Linked DNA regions of Mus musculus: region 1 is linked to region 2. The links are chromatin contacts, called in public HiChIP or PLAC-seq maps. All regions are on one chromosome and are shown on one strand. Each heading gives the region's core, a stretch centred on a gene start, on an enhancer-like site or on the middle of the called end of the contact. The rest is flanking DNA. Distances are from core to core; before and after follow the strand shown.

Region 1 (5,825 bases), core at 384-2,883, 380 kb before region 2:
CAAAACAGCTTTTTATGTAGAACAAACATTACTCACACTCCTGCTCTTGACCTTGACTGCACTCCGGAAACCTTGGGGGAACTTGGGAAAAATACAGATAACTTGTATCTACCCAGAAATTGTGAATTGATTAGTTTGGATAAGACTTGGGGTCAGGGATTTAAAGTAAAATATATTGTCATGCATTTCTCCTCCTCTTCCTCTTCCTCTCCCTCTCCCTCCCCCTCTTCCTTCTCCTCCTCCTTCTTCTTTTCATGTTTGTCACTGTACTTTGCTCATCTTTGCCCTCCACATGTTACTCTCCCTGCTTCCTTTTCTTGCTGGTCTTTTCTCCTACAATTACCCCCCCTTCTACTTTTATCCCCTCCCATGCCACTCCATGATATTCCACTTCATACCATTACCATACCATATCAACCATGTTAAACACACACACACACACACACACACACACACACACACACACACACACCTGGATTCTACATAAGAGAACCCATGCAAGATTTGTCATTCTCCCTCGCCATTGCTCTCTCTCATTTCCTCCTCCCTTTAGACTCTCGTGAAACCCATCACAAGACAGGATACAGAAGAATTCCAACACCCCAGAGCTTTCCTTGCAGTTGACCATTGGCATCATTGTGGTTAATACCTTAGTAGACATGAGGACTGCTGCCTTCTCAACTGAACGAGAAGGGACATCGGATAGCGATACAAGGACATTCCAAAAGGAGACCCAGAGAGGCGCCCAATGTGGAAACTTGAGGATAAGTCATCTTTTAAAAAAGCACGTGTTGCGAACTGTTGAAAAGCCAGCCCAGATAGAAGATATCCTAAAATGGGATTGTTCTAAGAGCTTAAAAACAGGGAACAAGACTTTCTTGGCAAAACAGAACATCCAATGACACACGAGAGCTTCTAATGGCCATACTTGAGGCTTTGTACACAGGGAGGAAATAAGACACCATTCATTCAGTGCAAATGAGTGAAATGATTATTGCCAGATGTCCCGAGGCAGAAGCAAGGCTGCAGGCAGAGGAGAAGCCTCTTTATTGGGAAGTCATTGCTGAACTAGGACTGTCTCAAGGCTGAGGTACTGAGTAAGGTGCCAGGAGCCAGACCACCATAGGTGAACCTCAGAAAGCTCCATGGACAAACCCTGAGGGTCTTTACAGCATTTCTTTGTGTCAGAGGATTTGGGAAGAATTGTCTGGAAAGTGTCAGCCTCCTTATCCTCTTTATGAGCTGCCTTCCAAGGCAGGATGGTCCTCCCCGCTCTCATGTGTCCCTTCTTCATCTTCTTAATGGACTTTGCCCTCTTGCTGTCCTGACCCTCCCACTAGGGAGAACACTGAGACCTGGTGGGGAGTCATTGTGCTGCAGGCCCCAGAATGAGTCTATATCCACAGGCCTTGAATGCTGCTCTGGGGATGGAGGTCCCAGAATACATCCCCGTCCACAGGGCAATGAGTGAGGTGGGAGGATGGAGTCTCCAGAGTGCACCCACACCCACAGACCATGAACAGAGCTCATCTCATGGGGATGAGCTTTACCGTGGTGCTCTCTGATGGAAGCAGGAGCCTGCCTTCACAGGTGTTTCCAGGGGGCCAGGAATGGGAAAATCAAACCCCAATATATCATTTAGCTGCCTCTTTCCAGTTTGTTAAATACATCTGGAAATGTAGTTATGCTACAGTTCTGGGATCACTTAAAAATAGCCCAATTGCAGACCTGAGGCTGCAGAAGTGTCCCTCATGCCCCAGGGATGCTAGCTCATGGACAGGAGTGGACACTGTCCCACTAAAAAATTGGGAGGAATATTTTGGTTTCCAGGACTCTAGAATGGTCTAACTTCCTGTCTTGAGTCTGTTTATTTGGGGTCAGAGCGGGTTGCTTCACTAAGATACCAAACTCTCCTTTCCTTTCCTTTCCTTTCCTTTCCTTTCCTTTCCTTTCCTTTCCTTTCCTTTCCTTTCCTTTCCTTTCCTTTCCTTTCCTTTCCTTTCCTTTCCTTTCCTTTCCTTTCCTTCCTCTCCTTTCTCTCCCCCAATCTCTCTCTCTCTCTCTCTCTCTCTCTCTCTCTCTCTCTCTCTCTCTCTCTCTCTCTCTCTCTCTCTCTGTTTATTCTGGACAGAAACGTAGAGTCCATGATTTTTTTTCCCACTTTTCATCATAAACCATCAGTAGACACTGGATTGATAGAAACTGGAATTGTCTAGGGCCAGACACATGGTCCAGCCAAGCCAGAGGCCTTCTCTGTGGCTCAGCTTCCAACTTTTCTAGCATGGTTCCTGCTTCGTTTTAGGCTCAGTTCAGCAGCCTGCCCTTTGGTGTTGCTGATGTTCTCTGGAGTCTGAGCCCAAGCATATGAAGAAGCAGGAGCTGTTACAGCTCTGCATATCCATGGGTGACTCTGCATATCCATGGGTGACTCTGCATATCCATGGGTGACTCTGCATATCCATGGGTGACTCTGCTTATCCATGGGTGACTCTGCATATCCATGGGTGACTCTGCATATCCATGGGTGACTCTGCATATCCATGGGTGACTCTGCATATCCATGGGTGACTCTGCATATCCATGGGTGACAATTGCTTAGGACCCAGAAAACACCAGAGCAGGAAGGAATAGAGCTGATGCTATGGACAGGATTTGGAACTTAGTTTATCATCTCTCTCTCTCTCTCTCTCTCTCTCTCTCTCTCTCTCTCTCTCTCTCTCTCTCTCTCTCTCCCTCCCTCCCTCCCTCCCTCCCTCCCTCCCTCTCTTTTGCAGGCGCATGTGCACCCATGTGTGTGCATTTGTGTGGAAGACGGAGGCCATACTCAGGCTTTATTCCTTTGGAATTGGCTGTGTTGTCCCGTCTGGCTGACTAGCAAGCCCCAGCGATCCTGCTGTCTTTCTCTGTGCCCAACACTGGAATTACAAACGGGCACCACCATGCTTTTTCTCCCTAAGTGGATGGTGGGGAGTGAATCCTGGTCCTCATACTTGATCATGTGGGAATGAGTGCATTCTTGCACACACACACATGCATGCTCAGTTTAGAATCATAGAGCACATGTTTGAAACATTAAAGTGATGGACAGAAGTACCTTTGGGTATGTTCAGCCTATACCATGGCGTTTTAGTTGAGGATAAAGGAAAAGAAATGGTTCCTTATTTTGTAATTTGTTTAATATTTTTACCTAATTCTATGAGGACAAGATTACAATTCTTCTTTTTAAAAAGATTTATTTCATGTTTTTTTAATGTTATGCATATGTGTGTGTGCAGTGACCGAAGAGGCCAGAAGAGGGCATAAGAACCCCTCTTCCAGCTGGAGTTACAGGCAGTTGTGAGTTGTTCAGTGTGGGTGAGAAGAGTGAAACTCAGGTCTTCCGGATGAACAGCAAGGGTATGTATGTATGTATGTATGTATGTATGTATGTATGTATGTATGTATGAATTCATTTTATATCCCCCCCAGTCCCCTCCTCACACAATCCCTCCTCCCATTACCTCCCTCTCCTCTGCTAGGGTGGAGACCCATCCCCCTGGGCATCTTCCCACACCAGCATATAAAGTCTCTACAGGGCTAGGCGCATCCTCTCCCACCGAGGCCAGGCAAAGCAGCCCAGTTAGGGGATTGTAGTCCATAGAGAGGCAACAGCTTTAGGGATAGCCCTCTGCTCCAGTTGTTGGAGGACACACATGAAGACTGAACTGCATATCTACTACATATGTGTTTGCAGGGGTGCTAGGTCCATCCCATGTATGTTCTTTGGTTGATGCTTCAGTCTCTGAAAGCCCCCAAAGGTCCAGGTTAGTTGACTCTGTTGGTTTTTATGTGGAGTTCCGACCCCCTTCAAGTCTACGATCCTTCCTCCAACTCTTCCATAAGAGTCCCTGAGCGCTGTCTAATGTTTGGCTGTGGGTATCTGCATCTGTTTCTGTCAGCTGCTGGGTAGAGCCTCTCAGTTACAGCAAGTGCTCTTAACAACAGAATCAACATTCCAGCCTGGCAATTCTTTTGGTTGTTATGTGTACTTGAGCTAAATTGCTTTAGAGAGAGATTCATATCATGCTTTTTAAAAATTCCCCTTTACAGGAACTACTCATTGTATCTTACTATCCAGTAACTGGATCAATTCCCTCCTTACTTTGGGGAAAACCCCATTATATGAGTGTTGGCAGAGGACACGGCCTCACTAAAGGAAGAGAAAACTTCAGGACCAATCCTCCTTGTCTTCAAGTCTGACAGATGCAGTTGTCATCCAAGCTTAGTCATCCTGGAACAGTGAATTTGCAGAGTGAGCCTGCACACCGCACAGGGGGTCGTTCAGTTGCTGTGATAGCAGAGGAATCAGATAGACAGGAATTTTGATCTAACAACATGGCTGCTCTGGCAAGGGATCACTTCCAAAGACCTGTGTGGTCATCTAGAATGCAGACATGCCCTGGATTACAGTATGATGTGGCTGGAATACAGGCATGCCCTTAGTACACACCTTTAATCCCAAACAATGTAGGTAAAGTTGGTTTGTAGAAGGAAGCAGTCATGTTTAAAAGTGATGTCTAGAGGGACAGACAAAGTGACAAAGGAGAGGAAGATCTGACAGAATGAGTCACAGACAGGCTGCTCTCACAAGATAGACAGGAATGAGAAGCTACTTAAGAGCAGCACAGGGAGAGAGAGTCAGTTCAGTTGAGTGGAATTTGGTGCAGTTTTGTTGCATGACTTCTGTGCAGTGGAGTTGAGTTCATGTAGTTCAGTGCAGATCAGCAGAGGCAGTTGAAGCCAGGGAGTAAGACACATTAGAAGTTTAGAACCAGTTGCCTGAGTTAGTTTGAGATTAAGCAGAGCAATTCAGTTGGAAGCCGAGAGAAGCCAGATTGAATCAGTCACTTTGGAGAGGCATTTGAGCTGAACAGCTGAGTTGAACCTGCTAGCCTAAGTGGTAAAAGAGCTAGAAAGGGTGAGCTTATTCAGGAGTAAGCCTCTGAGACAACCATCAGATCTAGAAATGGTGCCCTCATTTGATGGATGTGGTGTGACTTCAGCTGTGTTCCTTCTGGGGTCTTTTTGACAGACCCTACTGTCATCCTTCACATTCTTGGCAGTTCTGTGAGCTTGCTGATACAGTACTCTTAAAACATTTCCAGTTAGCAAGGTGTAGCTTCTGTTGCCTTAAGCAAAAACACTTCTCAGTTGCATTTCATTCTGTCTAGCACATGCTGAGCTCAATTAAGATATATTGACTGCCCTTGGATCCACAGTAAGTGATCAGCTTACTACTGTGATCTTGAGCCAACAGCCAGACTAATGGTCTGAACCAGCACACAGCAACCATATCAACAGTGAAGACCAAACCAATGACTGTGCTCAAGATTTCTATACAGTTGAAGTGTTGTTCCTTTGAAGTCAACAGCAGTCTAGACCTGTCCAGGTGTATGCTATGCGTGAGATTCCCTGCCAGACCCTTCATTATAAGGGAAGTGGGTGATGGGGGAATCATCAGGGTGATGATTGCTTAGCTTTAGGGGTTTTCATTGCTTGTTTATCTGTCGAAATCAGATTTGGAGGGCTGCCGTGGTTTGGAGCTTTGGGTTGTCCAAGGTCAAGTGTGGGATTTGATTTATGCCCTTCAACTTCAACTTCTTAAGAAGTTGGTCTGTTATTGTTTCATGGAACATAGCCTGGGATGTTTCGTACCATGTGTGTCTCATGGAATTTGGCAAAAGACAGAAGAACCAGTACACAGCACTGTCCCGATTAACTCCACACAGCCTCAGTTGAGACATAGTCCAGATCAAATTGGTCTGGTGGACATCCATGTCTATGAG
Region 2 (5,425 bases), core at 361-2,860:
GTAGCAAAATTACAGTTATGAAGTAGCAATGAGATATTTTTATGGTGGGGAGTCACTTACAGCACGAACTGTATTAAGGGGGTAGCAGCATTAGCAAGGTTGAGGTGCGGTGATCTAAAGGAATATACATGTTACAAAACAAAAAGCAAGTGTTGTCCTACTGACTAACAAGTCAGATAAACTTGGAATAGCTGAATATGGAGGTCATTGATTTTCATGTAGGTTGTTAATTAAAGCCGTTAATTTGATCCACTAAGTATTTAAAAGAGCAGCTCATTGATTATCAGTGAAATCTAAGACAAACTGTCATGGGTAATGAAAAGATCCTAAGTAGACGGCAATTGCCAGCTTTTAAAATAACTGGAGGTTTGATCGAAAGGAACCCATGAGTGTAAAATTGACTGAAGGGGTTTTTAAAAAATATGAATAAATGCCAATACAAGTTCAGCCCACACAACAGAAGCGGGACAAGTTGGTAACGGAGTAAACGCTTGGAACAACAGCAGGCAGTGTTTATTGTCAATTTGACAGTCTAAAGTCACCTGGAAGATGGGCGTGCTATGGAGATTATCTTTATTGCATGGGGCAGGAAGACACGCCCACAGGGGGTGGGGCCATTCTCTGACTGAAATCTGAGACTGTAAGCAAGGAAGAAGTGTGCTGAGCAGTGGCACCTATGCCTTCGGTCCTTCCCCTCTGCTTTGGACTATGACTACTAATGTGACTATCAAACTCAAGTTCCGGCCTTCCAGACTTCCCTGCAGTGATAGGCCACGATCTGGAGGTGAGGGCTAAAACAGACCCTACTTCCTTAAACTGCTTTGCTGGGGTATTTTATCACAGCAACGGGAAAGGGAACTAACACAAATGGTAAATAGAACAGTGGCTGTTGTGGAAGACCGTAGGGGTTGGCCAGAGCCAGGGACCCTCCCCTTTTGACTAATTATGTACCTCCCATGGAAGAAACAAGCTGATCCTCTCCTCCTAGGTCTCCTCCTCCTCTTCTTCCTCCTCCTCTTCCTCTTCCTCCTCCTCCTCCTCTTCCTCTCCCTCCTCCTCCTCTTCCTCTTCCCTCTTCCTCTTCCTCCTCCTCCTCTTCCCTCTTCCTCTTCCTCTTCCTCCTCCTCCTCTTCCTCCTCCTTATTTCTTTTGAGGATAATTTGATTCTTGTACAAATATTGCTGCCTTTGTTTGACTTTGGATTTGGACAAACCTAGAGTCAAAAAATGTCCCCTTATTTATACTTTACAAGTTGTCCCATATGAGGCAAGGCACCTCCAGCCTTCATCTCTTCTTGGTAAAATGGGGCTGGTAAAACCCATCTAGTGGGCTTTAAGGCTTAAACTTAATCAAGGATTCAATAAATAGCAAAGTGACTGACAAGGAGCTGGACACTTGGTTACTGTTGCCTGTCTTTTAAATGTTCCTGCTCCTCTCATGGTCCCCTAGCAATAAAATCCAGTGGCCTTCCGGAGTGTAAAGAGGGGTAAGTCACAGGAAACGCCTTCAACATTTGGAGTGGGTCTAAAACATTATCAGCCTAGCCAAGAGTGTCAACTGGTGCATTCCTAAAGCTGTTGGCAGCCACTGCCCTAGTGGACTAGGGCAATTGTTCTTTCCACAGTTTGAGAGGACCAGACCTCCCTTTTCACAATGAAGTGCAGGGAGGGTGACTCCCCTCCCCCACCCGAGAGGCAGTATGTGTGAGCAAATTCTCAGTCCTTTTTTTTGTTGTTGTTTTTAAAAATCTCTTTTAATAAGTTCTGTTTTATGATCAATCACAAGTAGGTTATTCATGGGAGAGGAGGTGCCTCTCTGGGGAAAATACACTAGCAGAAGATTGAATTTAAAGCATCAGAAACGATGTGACAAGATGTAAAATAATACTATGCTAACCTACAAATGACTTATTAATGCTGTGGGCCATGTCTGGGGCGTGGCCTCATTTACCCAATAAAATTTATGGATGGATAAAGACATTAACAATGAATAATTTCAGTCTGTGGTATCCATGGATACATAGCTCAATTGGAAACCATTTCTTAGGAGTTCATAGGCAGCCATTAATAACCATTGAGTCTTGGCCACACAGCCTTTGACAGGCTAGCTTATCAGAGCTCCACGCCTTGCTGGAGAGACTTATGTGAGCGCAAGGCTACAAGGAAACCTACACTTAATGAATGTCTATTAACGTCTTGAGGAGAAGATGAGGAGTGATTAGCTGAGAGAGTTAATGAATTGTCTGTTTAAGTGGGTTTACGAGGCAAATGAGCGTGTGGAGGTGAAATAGGACATCCAAAGACGTTCTGGCTCAAGTACACTGTGAACCTCTAAAGCATGAGCATGCAATATTTCCCGAGCTTGTCAGATGAATGGAGCCTTTCTTCTCAGAGAATTTTAATGAAAACCACATTGAGAAATGTGGGGAATGGAGATAAAACATACAGAAAATGTAAACAAGTCAGATAAATATGGTGCACTTGTGTGCATGCATACAAATTGTGTGTGTGTGTGTGTGTGTGTGTGTGTGTGTTTCTCTCAACAGGATACTTTTATCCCATAAATAACAACAGCAGCAGAATAGCTTCCTAAGCAGGCTGCACCATACAGCATTTGCATGACCTCAGTTTGCCTGCCATTACCATCAAAGGAAGAAGCAATCCGATAGCTCATTGGCATCAGCTCTTGCAAAGCTATAAACATCCCAAGACCCCTCGTCACCATGGCAACCTTATCCCTAATTACCAACTGTAACAGCTATGGTTGCAGTCGCCTCTTTTGTGCAAATTTGTCCTGGAGAATTCTGGGCGGTTCCCGTAGTAGAAACAGTACGAACGCCACCTGCTGGTCATATTCCTGTACTGCGCTAGCTCCCTGTGATCTCTGGGGTCCAAAGTCAAAGCCAAGAAAATAAAGCAAGATGAACAATCATCAACTCCAGAAAAGGGGTTCAGGGAGTGGGGGAGGTTTGGGGGAACGAGGGGTCACGAGGGAAAGTGACTGTGTGTAATTTTTACAAAAATAAACTTCCGTTCTTATCTTAATAAAAGTAAGGGTCCTGGAAACAGTGACAAATCTTCAAAGCATGATAGAAAGCTGAGATGGGAACATAAAAATTTGAATGTGAAAACACATGTGTTTGATATTAAGAAATGTATTGGAGTCCGTGTGAACTCCTAGCAGAGACCTGCTTTAAGTGCATTAAATACTGTCAACTTGCTTTAAGATGGCAGTGTAGAAGCTGGGGAGACCCTCACCTGCAACCCCTGCACTTGAGAGGCTGAGACAGGGAGGAACTGGCATTGAAAGCCACCTGATGAGTGAGATGCAGATAAGCCTGTGAGATGTAGCAAGACCCTACTGCATAAACTTAAATGGCAAAATGTGTCTAGAAAACTGCTAAGTGTGATTATCAGATATGAAGATACACCAGACTGTCACAGACCAGCTTAGGGAAATTAAAAATCGGAGCCCTGGGGTGGTGGGGAGGAATGCCCATAAATTCCCCTGGATGCTTATTCGCTTAGGATAAAGTCCTATCATCTATCGAAAAATGATACTATTAACATATGTTCTCTTTATTTTGTTATTATTCTTTCTCCTGTTTCCTCTGTAGTAAAAACATTTCTGAATTTGTATTACACAATGGTTAAAATTGGTTTTTTCTATGTTGATTCCTATGCATGTCAGAATTCTGATGTGCAGCATTCTCTAATGTCAGTATTTCTGTGTTTCTTTCTTCCTCCTCTCAGCCCACATTGTGTCTTAGTTCTTGTTACCCTTGTCTTTGATTTGCTTCATGGCTTCTTGAATTTCCACCGCAGAATCTATTGACATTGGTTTTCTTTTCCTTTTATATGAAAATTACCATTTCTCTCAGAGTAGCCCACCTGCCTGTGCAACTAAGTGTAATGAGAGCCATTATTTGGTGCTTTGATCTTTTTTCACGATTCTTATTGGTTTGGGCGGGGGGGGGGGGGGTTGGGGTTTAGAGGGACAAGGTCTCAGTCTGTCCCCGTGGCTGACCTAGAACTTGTGAACCTCTGCCCCAGTCTTCTGGATGCTGAGATCACAAAGGCACATGGCTGCCTTAGGCTTCTGAGATCACATACACACACACACACACACACACACACACACACGGGGGGGGGGGGGAGTGGGGAGTTAGCAGGCCTCTGTGCAGGTTTTTCCCGTGTGTTTACACATCTTTGAACACAAATAGTTTCTGTGCCCCGAGGTGGAAAATTCTCCTTTAACCCTTTCAGTGCCCTAGAATGTCTGAAGAACCATCGGCTCCAAGACATACAACAGCGATGCGCTCCGCCACCCAGTGATGCACACAGCCTAGGTGACAGAAAGTGCAAGGGGAACACCCACAAGGAAAAAAGAACCCTAGAGTAACCCCAGAGGCAAATCCTCCTGATCCATCCACTGTGTGCCTCAGCAACATTTCCTCCCACAGATCCTGTGCTGGTTTTAAAGGTTGGTGTCCCCAGAGGGCTGCCTGAGGCCTTTCCCTTGTTTATGGTGTGTTGTTTGGTTTGTTTCATTTGTTACTATAACTCCAGGAGGTTTGACCTTTCTTAAAATGAGAGCACTCAGGCCAATCATTCAGTCCCAGTGAAGCTGAGCTCCAGTAGGGAAAAGGCCACAGCCCTTGAAGTTTCTCGTGGGAAGGAGATAGGGCCTTTATTTGCCTTTTTCATTAGTTTGACTATATTTTATCTGTTTGTTGTTTTGTTTTGTTTTGTTTTGTTAGTATACGAAGTGATTGGTCTCACTATGGGATCCTCAGACATACTTTGATGTGTGAATCCTTGTCCCTGTCTCCTCCCCTGCCCCATTTCCCACCCCCTCCTCCACACTCTCACCCCTTCTCTGACTCCCTTACTCCCTCCTCCTCCTCCCCCATCTCTCTCTCCTCTCCACCTCCTTCTCAGTCCCCTCATCTTTCATGTCTTGTTCTGTAATCCTCTTTCTTCCTCTTCTCTCAACCTCCCTTAATATCTTTTCCCCTCTCGTGGGTCCCATTCTAGTTCCATGACCCATACACACACCCTTACGCTGAGACACACACATAAAAATGATGAGAGAAAGCATGCAATCTTTGGTTCTCTGGGTCTGCGATGTTCCTCTGCTTACGATAATAATTTATAGCTTCATCCATTTCCAGCAAGTGCCATGCTTTTGCCTTTCTTTAAGACCTAATAAAATTCCATTATGTATGAACCATATTTTCATCATCTGCTCCTCTCCTGATGGGCGTCTAGGCTGGCTCTATGTCCTGACTATTTTAAACAGGACAGTGGTGAACACAAATGAGCCTGCATCTCTGGAAGAACTTAGAGTCCTCCTGATGCTGCTGCTTGGGACCCTGGAATCTACCAGAAAGGTCTGTTGGAACCATTTGACCTGCCCTAGCCTC

What was found. HiChIP or PLAC-seq counts read pairs in DNA pulled down with a chosen protein or histone mark.
Region 1: an H3K27ac HiChIP or PLAC-seq map of embryonic stem cells shows a contact between it and region 2, with 6 times the contacts expected there. The contact joins two enhancer-like sites. A contact is called at or near these places in 16 of 484 Hi-C or Micro-C datasets (the CH12 cell line, the Patski cell line, the STO cell line and 12 more) and 13 of 115 datasets of contacts at active chromatin or transcription factors (SST interneurons, acute myeloid leukemia, embryonic basal ganglia and 3 more).

What each region holds. Positions count from the first base shown.
Region 1 is chr14:66,759,564-66,765,388 of GRCm38.p6, reverse strand. It overlaps a transcript of Adra1a not described here. Among named protein-coding and RNA genes, the nearest start is that of Gm5464, 110 kb to the left of the region's middle. Within about 2 kb of position 1,633, at least 16 of the 459 cell types and tissues checked have an H3K27ac peak or open chromatin away from gene starts, as enhancers often do. A contact at or near this core is called in embryonic stem cells, where this site is marked.
Region 2 is chr14:66,375,451-66,380,875 of GRCm38.p6, reverse strand. No RefSeq gene overlaps it. Among named protein-coding and RNA genes, the nearest start is that of Stmn4, 34 kb to the right of the region's middle. Within about 2 kb of position 1,610, at least 57 of the 459 cell types and tissues checked have an H3K27ac peak or open chromatin away from gene starts, as enhancers often do. A contact at or near this core is called in embryonic stem cells, where this site is marked.